Linked DNA regions of Mus musculus: all the other regions are linked to region 2. A link is a contact called in public Hi-C data. All regions are on one chromosome and are shown on one strand. The core of a region is the stretch at or near the end of the contact, and the rest is flanking DNA. Distances in the headings are between cores, read along the strand shown.

Region 1 (3,764 bases), core at 1,148-3,647, 110 kb before region 2:
TGTCCATATCTGGTAGCCTACAGCATCTTTCACTTCTTTCTCTTGCTCCTGTTCACTTCCCATCACCTACAATCTTGTTCATTTAACATTTTTTGGTGCATAGAAATCCAGGGGAGCCAGTGTTTCTATAAAGAAAGTTTGCAACACTTTTTTATCTCTGGGAAACAACTGATAAGTTCAGCAGCATGTGAGGAAGAAGTGCTTAAGTGATGGTATGGTTTGTGTACTGGGAAAAAGAGATTTCATATTCAACCTGGTTGACATTTATTGGTAATAAAGAAATGTTTTGGGGTGATATACAAACCCTAATATTAAATATGTTTTTGGAAATCTGCTTTTGCAGCAATTGAATTGTACCTATTGTAAGCACACATTTAATGTGGTAAATGTGTTACTTTCAGAACTCTCAGAAGCAACATCTGTCATTGGGTGATAAGGTACACAGTTTCAATGCCTCAAAGTCCTGAAGCCAAGACACAATTGGCTGGAGTTTGCCTGTGAGGTTGTTTTGGGGGATGGGTGGTAAGGTGCCAGCTACAGGCAGACACAAATGTTATGAGCTCTCTGATGTTCAAACACTTGTCTCAGAGGCTGCCAAGGGAATTCCAGCATCCCATCTGCCAGAGCCCTTTTCTAGGTCCTGTTTAGGATGATGTTGCAGGGTTGCCTCTGCCATGACTGATACTTCTCCAAGGGTGTTGTAGGTGTAAATATACTCCCCCACTCAAAAACAACAACAACTACAAAACATGGCCAAGTCCTCATTTCTGTGTGGTGTAAATATGGCCTCAAAAAGAAAGTTTTGCAGACAAATTGAGGTCACACTGCTGTAGAGGTAATCTAAATCTAATGATCATATCAGAGCAAACCTGGGAGCCACAATACATAGAGAAAAAAGCTAGTCAGAAAGAACATGAACATAGGGAACTGACACGTCTGACGACAAGCCAGGGAGTGTCAATGGTTACCAGAAGCTTAGAGAGAAAGAAATTCTTCCATGGCAACTCAGACAAAGCTTTGTTTATAGACGTTTGACTTTCTAGAACTAAATAAGTTTTTGTTGTTTTTAAGCCACTCTGTGTGCTTTCTTACAGAAACTCCCAGAAATAAATACAATGGTTCATCCTTAGATGGAGCAGAAATAGTAGCCAAAAGACAGGCTGTCAACAGAGCCTTCACAGAGTAACAACCTAACCAACCTTGGGCATCACAGATTTTTCTGGACCTTCATGTCATCTTTTCTAGGGTGACCTCTCTGCTTTAGTCACCAAAGGAAAGAAAGAAGCTTAGACTTCACTGTAATCATATTTATTTAGAGCTACTTGGCTGGACTGTATTAAGAAGAGATCATTGTGTGTGAAGTACAGACTCTTCCTAAGGAGTCGCCGTCCTTTGCCTTATTTGTCACAGCAGCCCCTTGTAACCAGTAGCACAATGCATTCCCCTGAGGGGCATAAAAATGCCACAGACCAGAGAAGTCAGATCAGAACTAGGCCATGAGACCAAGGCTACGCAGATAAAATTCAAACCCGTACCGACTAACCCAATGTTTGCTGTATGTGATGGTTATTGTCAATTGCCAATTTAACAAAATCTAGAATCATCAAGGAGACAACCTTCTGTGAGGTTAGGGTAATTCATTGATTGGGGTAATTAACAAGTGATAACCAACTCTTATTTTGTGAGTGGTACCATCCCATGGGCAAGGTCTCAGACTCAGTAAAAAGAAGAAAGAGCTCAGTGCCAGCATTTATTTCTTTCTTCTTTTTAACTACAGCTGCCTCATATCCCTGCTGCCACATCTTCCATGCCAGGATGGGCAGAACTCTAAACTGTGAGTCTGGTATTCTGTCACAGCAACAGTAAAGTTACTAATGTCCTATGATATTCTCTGGAGGAGCCACAGTTCAGGGCTCAAAGAGTCAAATTGAACCCTTAAGACAAAGCATGTATCTTCAAAGAATCCCTTGAACCTCGGGGGATATGAGATATTCCCCACCTCTTCTGGAGACAGGGTCTCAGAGAACATCCTATGCAGGCCTCTCTAACTTGCTATGTAGCTAAACATTGCCTTGAATTTCTCATCCTCTTGCCTATAGTTCTAATGTGCTGGGATTCCAGATGTTTGTCACCACACCTGATTGTGTGGTCCTGGGGATTAAACCCTAGGCTTTTTCAATACTGGGCAAGCACTCCAGCCACTGTGCTAGCCCCTATCCTTTCCTCATTAGAAACACTCAATCGGGGTGCTGTCTCTTCTCCTGATGAGAATCAAATCCTGCATTGCAAACACTGCTTGCCACACTTTCTTTTGTCCAAAACAACACTGCTTACTCCTTCTTTGGCCTCCCTTGGTGGAAGCTCCTGGGTCCTCAGCCTCCAGAGAGCAGTGTTATTGCTGTGATCCAAGGCTGCAGTTTATTCACCTGCCAGACAGTATGCTATTATAAACTTTCCCAAGAGTGCATGAGAGTTAATGTTTACAAAATGCTCCAAGAGACACTGGTAAAGATGTTAAAATGACATTAATAGAGGACATTCTGCAGGCCCCACGTCAGATGATAGATATGCATCTCTCTTGAGCAGTAGGTAGACTCTTTGCTTCAGATGAATTGAGCTCATTAATTAGGCTCCTACCAGCAGTTTATTGTGAAGGATGCTCCATTATTGCTGTAATTAGGACCATGAACCAAGTTTGACTGTCTTACTGCAATATACAGGAGAAGGGGCTTGTCTCCTTGAAGCCACCGTGCTCAGAGATGCTAAAGTCAAGGCCATAACCTTGCATAGATAGATAAACAGCTCAATTTCAAATCAGATGAGGAGATCCATTGATAACTCTAATGGAAGCACAATAGTGACTAATGCATTGCTTCATGGTGCTTCTTATTTCCAGACATTGACACCATCCACACCTATAATACCTCTATGCATCACATCAGTCTACAGCCAACAGAATAACACACACACACACACACACACACACACACACACACACACACAACCAAACTCAAGTTCTTTTATCTATCTGCTACCAAGAAGCTGCTGCATTATCCAGAGAACCTACAGTAAGTATTATCTTCAAAGAAATGCTCAAGTCACATCAAGGGAACATCAATAAATTCCAAATTCTGAGGCCCAGGCCTGGAATCAGAAATCCTCATTCCTTTAGTTTGAGATGGGTACCAGACATTATCAGTCTCTGTGCCTCTCTTTGTCTGTGTCTCTCCCTATATATCTCTGTGTGTCCCCCTCACCCCCTACACACACATTTCTTTCCTATTCCTTTTATAGCACAAATAGACAATGATTTTCCTTATAGAAGAATTAAACAGGAAATTTTTACCTTGTTACCACAACAAAATACCATATAGAAGCTTTGTTATAGGTAACCTGAGGGATATAAATGTGCAGGCAGTACTAAAAACTCAGCTTTAGTGCAACCATTTGACAACTCCCATATAGCTGGAATCTAACAGCCCTTTGTAAAGATGATTTCTGATTAAACTTCAGCTCAACATTTACACTTTCCTCAATACCTTTTCTTAATATAGCAGCCCATTTGAGCACGTGATTGGCATTAAGTCCCTGGCAGATGTCTGTGCTCACCGCTGCCACCGAGAACTGTGCCTGGAGACTGCATAATGAATGGTCTTATCAGTTATTACAGGTCTTGGCAGACTCGCTTCCTTGTTAGATTAAAGGGAATATAAATAGAGATAATTCGTGCAGTGACCATCTAGAGCTCTTTTGGAACAGTTGAT
Region 2 (3,418 bases), core at 646-3,145:
ACCTCTCCAAAAGGAAAGGATGAAGTCATTTGCAATGTTGGTGGAACAAGACATTCGAGTGAAGTCCCAAAGGTAGGACAGACTTTTTTTGCTTGCTTGGGTGGCCCCTACTCCCTCACAAATACAAATGCTGTGAAAGCAGAAACACCCAGGCAGCCCTGTGTCAGCGCTGTGGGCCCAAATGACCCAGAGACACCCAGGCAGTTACCCAGATCATTGGGGTTACCTGAATCTGTCACGCGTCCCTTTCACCCCCTTCTGCGTGTTGACATCAAGTGGAAACAGTAAGCGTTTGGGAGACAAGAGGCTGACAAGCAGGAAGCGCGATTGAGACCCAGCTTTGTTCAGCCTGCAGTGAAATACATGCAGTAATAGTTAGATACTCCCAGCACAGACAGAAATCCAAGCACCCTCCGAGACCACTGGAACACGAGTAGGCGTCCCGAGAGGATGAGAATGGGGGGTAGAAGACTGGTAAAACAGGGAAGGGTCATTAAGGCTCTCCTGGATAAATAATCACCTCCTGGCTCCTCTGCAGTCTACGCCCCCCCTGCCGCGCCCCCAAGTTATCCCGCGGTAAAGCGGCTACCATCAACCGTAATGCCTCAGAAATATAGGAGTCAGGATGGAGAATACCATCATCTTTTTAAGGCAAAATGCTAGCAAAATACACGAGTTAAGCCCACACAGCTAGCAATGCGGGGCATGTAGTCGCCTGCCCAGACAAACACACACACACACACACACACACACACACACACACAATCAGGGATGCATCTGAGAGTATCCTTTCGTTGCCTGGCCACCACCTCAAGTCACTGTCTCTGTTTTGTCAATTACCCTACTGTTTCCAAATCTATGCAGCACTCCCCCACCACACCCCCACGGTAGGCGGGATCCCAAACCAACACTGTGGAGAAGCTCCCCACAAGTCCTGCCGGCTTTGTCCTGCTGCTGTCCTTCCAGAAGCAAGCGCCCCAGGCCCGTGGGTCCGCACAAAAGACCCCCAGAATCTGGCCCTCCATTCGGCCCCCTTTTCCAATAATGGCTTGGGGGCAACTTCTAGCTAGGAATCGGGAGTAGGAAGGCAGGACAGGACTGGAGGGGACGACCCAGGGCTTGAGAATGCTGGGGGGGGGGGGGGGGCACGGCAGGGATGTGCGCGCACCTCAAGGGCGCGTGCGGCGCGTGCATGAGGCGAGCTCCCGGGACCAGAGCTCCAGGGGGCATCCCAGGACTCCGAGGAACCAGAGTCAGCTGCCATGACCCCATCGCGCTCCCAACTCAAAGCAAAGCCCGAGGAAAACCCAACTCCCGGGACCACCTCCTCGAGAGACGCCTCTCCAGCTCCGCACTCCTTTAACCAAACAAACCACCCCAATCATAGTCCAGGAAGAACCTCCAGTTATATCTCAGGCTACCGTTGCCCTTTCCCGCTTTCTCCTAGGCACAGCCTTCCACGCGAGTCCCCTCTGCACCCGGGACCTGGGAGCACACTGAACAGGAAAACAAACCGAAACTCACTGACCTCTCTCAGCAGCAGGCTCGGCTCTGTTACGCCGCCGGCGGCTGCAGCAACGTCGGAAGCATCCCGGGGGTCCGCACTGCCCGCTGCGCTCTGCTAGACGAGCGCTGAGGGCCGGCTGCTGCCTGCTCCTCCCGCCGCAGGTTGCGGGGCAGCGCGGGCAGAGTGGCGGCAGCGCCTCCCGCAGCCCAGCCCTGCTCGTCTCTCCTTTGGCTTCAGGCGGCGCCCTCCACCTGCCCGGCTGTCCTCCGCCTCCACGATCGGACACCCGCCGCCAGGCACCGGACACTGAGCGGAAGCTTTTGGTGTCACCCCCAGAGACCCAAGCACTGAAGGGAGCGGGAGGCTGAGTGAGCTCTGCTCCGCGGACCGCCCCTCCCCGGCGGCTCCACCCCCTCCCGCACTCCACCCGGCAGCTTGGCCGGCACGTCCGACTGTCTGTCTGTCGGTCGGTCCCCAGTGGCCAACCTCTTGGTGTGGGTGGGGAAGCAGGGACGCGCCCTCTACCCACCGTAGACCAGCGAGCACCTGGACCGAGCACGGAAGGAGGACCTGAACGGTATCAGGTGTGACCTAGAGGCCGAGCACCACAGGCTAGAACGACTGGGACTGGCCAAGGTGGTGACCCAGCTGCGGCTCTGGACTCAAGACCACAGGGGAGAGGGAGGAGTCTAGGCTATTGCCTTTCCCCTGGGTTCTTTTTGGCTGCCCCTGAAAGTTCACTAACCCAACAAGGGCAGGAACCTGTCAGCATGGAACGGGATATGCTCCCAAAGAGCCCCACAGGGACACCTCACACCTCAACCTCCTGTGTAAAGGAAGCTCACAGGAGAGGTGAACAGGAAGGAGCCTAGAGGGTCTACTAAGTTTACCCTATTGCCCACCTTAAAACCCAACTTCAGGCTCAGAGGTAAAGTGCTTGCTTGCCTAGGGTGCATGAATCTGGATTTATCCTCTGTACTCCTAAACAGAAACAAAGCCCTTACCTTTGGGATATGCTTTTAATGTCATGTAACCCCAGGAGAATCTAAAGATAAGGTCTCTTCCTGCTTTTTCACTTAACATATAGTGGAGAAAAGGGGAGATAGGTGTCCCCTGCTGGTCTGGGGCACCATGCCTGAGTTCTGGGGCCTTTTGGGATCCATTCTATTAAGAAACTGAAAACTGACCTGAGTTATGTCTCCTCATCTCTGTGGTTCAGCTAAAGGAGCTCTGTTAATGCACAGAGCAAATGGCTTCTTCTAGACTTCAGGTACTGGGCTCCCTTCATGGGTCCTATGTTCCTTCTTACACAGCAGTGGTTCTCAACCTTCCTAATACCGTGACCCTTTAACACAGTTGCTCATGTTATGGTGACCCCCCCAGCCATAAAATTGTTTTTGTTGCTAACTTCATATAGCAACATTAGCTACTGTTACAAATCAGAATGCAACTATCTGTGTTTTCCAATGGTCTTTTGTGACCCCTGAAGGGGTTGTGACCCACAGGTTGAGAACTGCTGTTGTTCCAGAAGTCCTGAGACCCATGATGGCTCTGTATGAGCTAATGAATCCGTGTTGGCAGCTGGTCCTACTTGCTTTGTCCCACGTGTACAACTTGTGAATTGGTGTTCCAATCAGGCTATTAACACATCGGGAGGCGGGGGCGCGGGGGGGGGGGCGGGGGGGGGACCTGCATCCGGGAGACCCACAAAGCTTGCAGTCTCTGGATCCCAGTAGGAGCTCTGCTTCCTCCAGTCACCAGGCAGACTCTTGCTCCATTGTTCCCTTATCACCTCTACAGCACCCACAGAGGCTCTGCATGCATGTCTTAGGAACCTAAGGTTACTTTGCAAGAATATCTTTAACTTCACCATCAATGTGGGGGTGGGATTAGCCCAGTGGAGGTTGTACA
Region 3 (3,958 bases), core at 166-2,665, 70 kb before region 2:
ATGTTAGGGATGCAAACTCTGCTCCTCACGGCAGGAAGTTTATCTGTCAGTCTCATTTCTTTCTACATACGTGGATTTCCCAAAGGAAGGGGTTTCACTGTGACATTTCTAGGCAGGCAAACAGCGTGACTGAAATAACCCCACAGGCAGAAGCTCACAAGGTCCATCTTTTTATCTCTTCCTCCAAACACCTTTTGTAAGACAATTCTTATCAAATCATCTTAAAAGTGGCCAAAAGAACAAGAGACACCCACAACAAAAGCAGGGTAGGAGAGGGTCTGGAAGTACTGCAGGCCAACTCCACAGAAGAAACTCAGTCTGGTCTCTCATTTCATGATTACTTAGGCTTGCCTGCCTAAAGGTTAAACTTGGTGAGATTTTCAGTAGTAATGGGGAATGAACCCAGGGCTACACACATGCTAGAAAGGTGCTGTACAGCGAGTCCCAGATCCTAGCTCCTAAAAGCAAAAACCTCACTGATCACAATTATTAGTGAAGAACTAACAGGAAGACTGTATATTATATAGAGTATAAGTGTGCAGCCCTCCCTAGTATCAGGGGAGATACCTATTGAAATTGAAATGAGGTTCGAGGGCTGCCCTTTCTGCTCCCCAGGTTTTCAAGGAAGACTGCCCAGGTCTGCTTCCAGTCCGAAAGCAGCCATATTCTGCTTCTTTGCATGGAGTCATGACTCTGGAAAGAACTGTTTGCCGGAAAGTTTTATATTTCTAATATAATTTCCTTTGGGAAATAAAAAAGTCACCCTCTTAGATATATACGTTGTTAAAATAAAATTTTAGAATGCATGAAAAAGAACCTACTTTGCAGAAAGAGATGCCTGGGGTGCAAACGTGGTATGGAGGCCTGGCAACCTCAGTTCAGATGGCAGAACCCATGAAAAGTCCCCAAAGCTGCTGCTGGCACCCCACATCTGTAATACCAGCATTCTAAAGTATAGTGAGACCAGAGGCAGCGACATCACTGGCCAGAAACATGAGGCCAGCTAGCACACAGCACAGTAGTGAAAACAAGAGAGACCAAGACAGGAGAAGCCTCGTGAAGGTTATGCATAATAGACATACAGTACAAAAATTAATCACTGATAAAGTCAATTAGAAGAGAAACATACTTGTGCTTTAAAAGCACCTATTTTGACATGTTACTAAAATTAAAATTAACAATACAACATTCCAAAAGTCCATATCAGAACCAACAACATCTCTAGTCATAGGGATCTATCATGTATCAAGGTGAATCTGAGTCCAGCACTGTGCAAATATACATATATGTTTGAGCACATCCCTTCATGTGCGTTCACATGCATGTGGGAGTCACAGGAAACCCCCAGGGTCATTCTTCAGTCACCTCCCACTTTTTGTTTTGAGACTCCGTCTCTTATCGGCCTGGAATTTCACCAACAGTCTAGACATGGCTGGCTAGTGAACCCTCCTACCTTCACCGCCCATGGGCCAGTCACTAGGATTACAAGTGCATGTCACTGTGCCTGGGGTTTTAGATCTATCTTTGTAGCTAAGACATGGTGTCTGTCTACAGAGAGTCCCAAATTAGAGCTGGGAGCTGTAACTACATAAGCTTTGTTACACCGTGTCAGAAAAGCTGGAGGAGTCAAGGATGTCTAGGGAAAAATCTGACCTCTAGAGAGTTCAGATGCATGCAGAGTAAGAGACTAGGCAGGCTGTTGTCAGGTTAGGAAAACAGCATGAGCGAAGAAAATGACAGCATCCATGACCTAGTGATTCCTCCACCTCCCACATTAGAGAGCTTGATCTAGCACTGGGGTGACTACAGCTTTACCCTTCTCTTATGCTCGGTATTTGGCATAGTCACCTTCGAAGGAAAGAAACTCCAGTACAGCACTAGATGTTTCCCTAGCATGTGGTGAGTCCCCGATTCAATGCCTAGGATCATCAACAGATAAATTAAGGGCTGAGGAAATAGTGCAGTGAGAGAGTGAAGTCCCAGGTTATCTCCAGTATAGCAAAGACAAAATAAATAAAGTATTTCTCATAACACCTATGCTCTGAGCTCTCTTCCAGGTCCAGGAGAGCAGACTCCCCAGGGAAGGAAGACAGTATAGGCAATGGACTGAGGACTGTGGCCAGCAGCACGTGCCAGGCATGGGGCTTTACAGCAGCCAATAGAAAAACAACAATTTTAAGAGTAAGACTGATCCGTCTGGGTCAGATGAGGAAGACGTGTGAATAGACTGTTAGGTTAGACAGAGAGGAGCCATGGCTTCAGTAAACAAGGTATCTATGCAATGTGCTAAGAGGTTTTTAATGGACATTGACACAACAAAGCACACCCCTCCTCTGAAAAGGAATAAGGGGTAGTTTATTCTGGAATAAGTTTGAGTGACCATAGCCTGGGAACACAGATTTAGGTTACCCCAAATTCCATTATTTCAGTGTGGAAAGAGTTTTACAGTTTCATGGAACAAAGAAATGGAGGCAAGTTTAAAATATATTGAGGGACACATCAGAGAAGTGGGTACAGCAGACCGACCACTCCTTTGCTCTAACCCACAAGCTAAGAATGTCACAAATGGCATCTTAGACCCATAGAAAAGCTCCCCTTATCTTGCTGTAACTGCTTCTCTATCATTAGATAGTCACAGGATGTTAGTTCTGACACAGAGGTGGGAAAGGAATGGTTGTTTCAGGGCTGCAACTAACTTAAGGTGAGGTTATTAGTCTCTGGATGACCTGTAACGTTCCAACTCTCCACAACACTATAGTTCTAATTTGTTAATCAGATTTTGCAGCGCTTTCTTTCCATTCCTCCCCACCCCCCTCATCCTTGTGAATCACCCCTCTCCCCCCAAAAAATAAAACGCAAGTCCAATTTGTGTTACCCATATTCATGGAAGCCTAGTCAAAGTCTCAGTGGCCACCATCCCCTTAAAGAGAACTGAGTTCTTACTTGAATAGAGTAGGGTCAGGCAATAAATGGCAATGAAGAGATCACAGCATGAAGAAGTCAAAGCAAGGCCTTAAAAGGGAGCTGGGAGAAACAGAGGTGACATACAAGGAGTTTGCTTAGGATATAGTCCATAGCAAGTTCCAGGAAGGTATTTAAACCACAGTGAGCAAGTCAATTAATTCGTTACACAAGAGAATCAAGGATGGATATGGGAATGTGAGCCACGGATTCAAAAAAGAGGAAAGTGGGTGCATTGCTCCACAATGGAGAGATCAAGTCCTGGAGAGGTAGCCACTGCTTTGAGGATAGGCTTCCTTCTGCTCTCCCTATGCCTCGCCCTCTAAGAGAAGCCACACCTAAATTATTATGATGCCAACTGCTGAAGAATCTGTAAATTTATAAAAACCCATAACATGGTGAGCTTCAAATTACATCAGAGCAGGTCATTGTTCTTATTCTCTATCAACTGTTACAGAATGTGTCAATTGCTGTGAGGTTGAATTTGCAGAGAAGGGATGTTTGTTCAAGAAACTACAGGAACAAGCCCCAGGAGGCCAGATTTACAGAAGCACAAACAAAATGCCCCTAGAAGGAAGACCCTGGGGTCTTCTTGTCTTCTTGGTCCTTGTCTCCTTTTTTTTTTTCCTCTCTGTAAAAAGATGCTTTCAGTGTCTGAGCTACCCATGAAGCTTTGGAGACAGCACCCTTGCCATCTTCTCAATTGGTGCCTGCCACCGATTAAACTTGCAACTTTCCTTCCCAGAGTTTTGTGTGATGAGCACTGGCTTCTGACTGGTGAGCAGCTCTATGTGAATCCACTAACACTCCTTCTGTGTACCTGGCATAATTACTTAATTTGTCTAAAAGAAAGCAAAACCAAAACTCCTCATCATGTGTTTATGAATCACACTCTTGGCTACTTTTAGTGTCAAACTCACTGACATAGAGCAAAGCCATAGCATGACCCATGGATGTGAATGCACACATGGGGAAAAGAGATAGCATGACCCATAGA

Evidence for each region. A called contact is a pair of places that touch in the nucleus more often than the background predicts.
Region 1: a Hi-C map of olfactory sensory neurons shows a contact between it and region 2, with 3 times the contacts expected there. The contact joins the enhancer-like site here to the promoter of Rnf152 in region 2. A contact is called at or near these places in 2 of 39 promoter capture datasets (liver and neural stem cells), 3 of 484 Hi-C or Micro-C datasets (embryonic stem cells, nephron progenitors and olfactory sensory neurons) and 3 of 9 other capture datasets (adipose tissue, liver and pancreatic islet).
Region 3: a Hi-C map of olfactory sensory neurons shows a contact between it and region 2, with 2.1 times the contacts expected there. The contact joins the enhancer-like site here to the promoter of Rnf152 in region 2. A contact is called at or near these places in 1 of 39 promoter capture datasets (liver), 7 of 484 Hi-C or Micro-C datasets (Sertoli cells, cerebellum, embryonic stem cells and 3 more), 1 of 115 datasets of contacts at active chromatin or transcription factors (embryonic stem cells) and 3 of 9 other capture datasets (adipose tissue, liver and pancreatic islet).

What each region holds. Positions count from the first base shown.
Region 1 is chr1:105,239,919-105,243,682 of GRCm38.p6, forward strand. No RefSeq gene overlaps it. Among named protein-coding and RNA genes, the nearest start is that of Gm17634, 110 kb to the right of the region's middle. Within about 2 kb of position 2,398, at least 6 of the 459 cell types and tissues checked have an H3K27ac peak or open chromatin away from gene starts, as enhancers often do. A contact at or near this core is called in olfactory sensory neurons, where this site is marked.
Region 2 is chr1:105,354,815-105,358,232 of GRCm38.p6, forward strand. Rnf152 (ring finger protein 152) reads right to left here and starts at 1,896. Exons shown (of 3, transcript NM_178779.4): 1 at 1,529-1,896; 2 at 227-349. It overlaps Gm17634 (predicted gene, 17634), which reads left to right and starts at 1,193. Exons shown (of 2, transcript NR_151540.1): 1 at 1,193-2,091.
Region 3 is chr1:105,285,651-105,289,608 of GRCm38.p6, forward strand. The region is part of intron 2 of Rnf152 (ring finger protein 152); the gene reads right to left. Among named protein-coding and RNA genes, the nearest start is that of Gm17634, 68 kb to the right of the region's middle. Within about 2 kb of position 1,416, at least 6 of the 459 cell types and tissues checked have an H3K27ac peak or open chromatin away from gene starts, as enhancers often do. A contact at or near this core is called in Sertoli cells and olfactory sensory neurons, where this site is marked.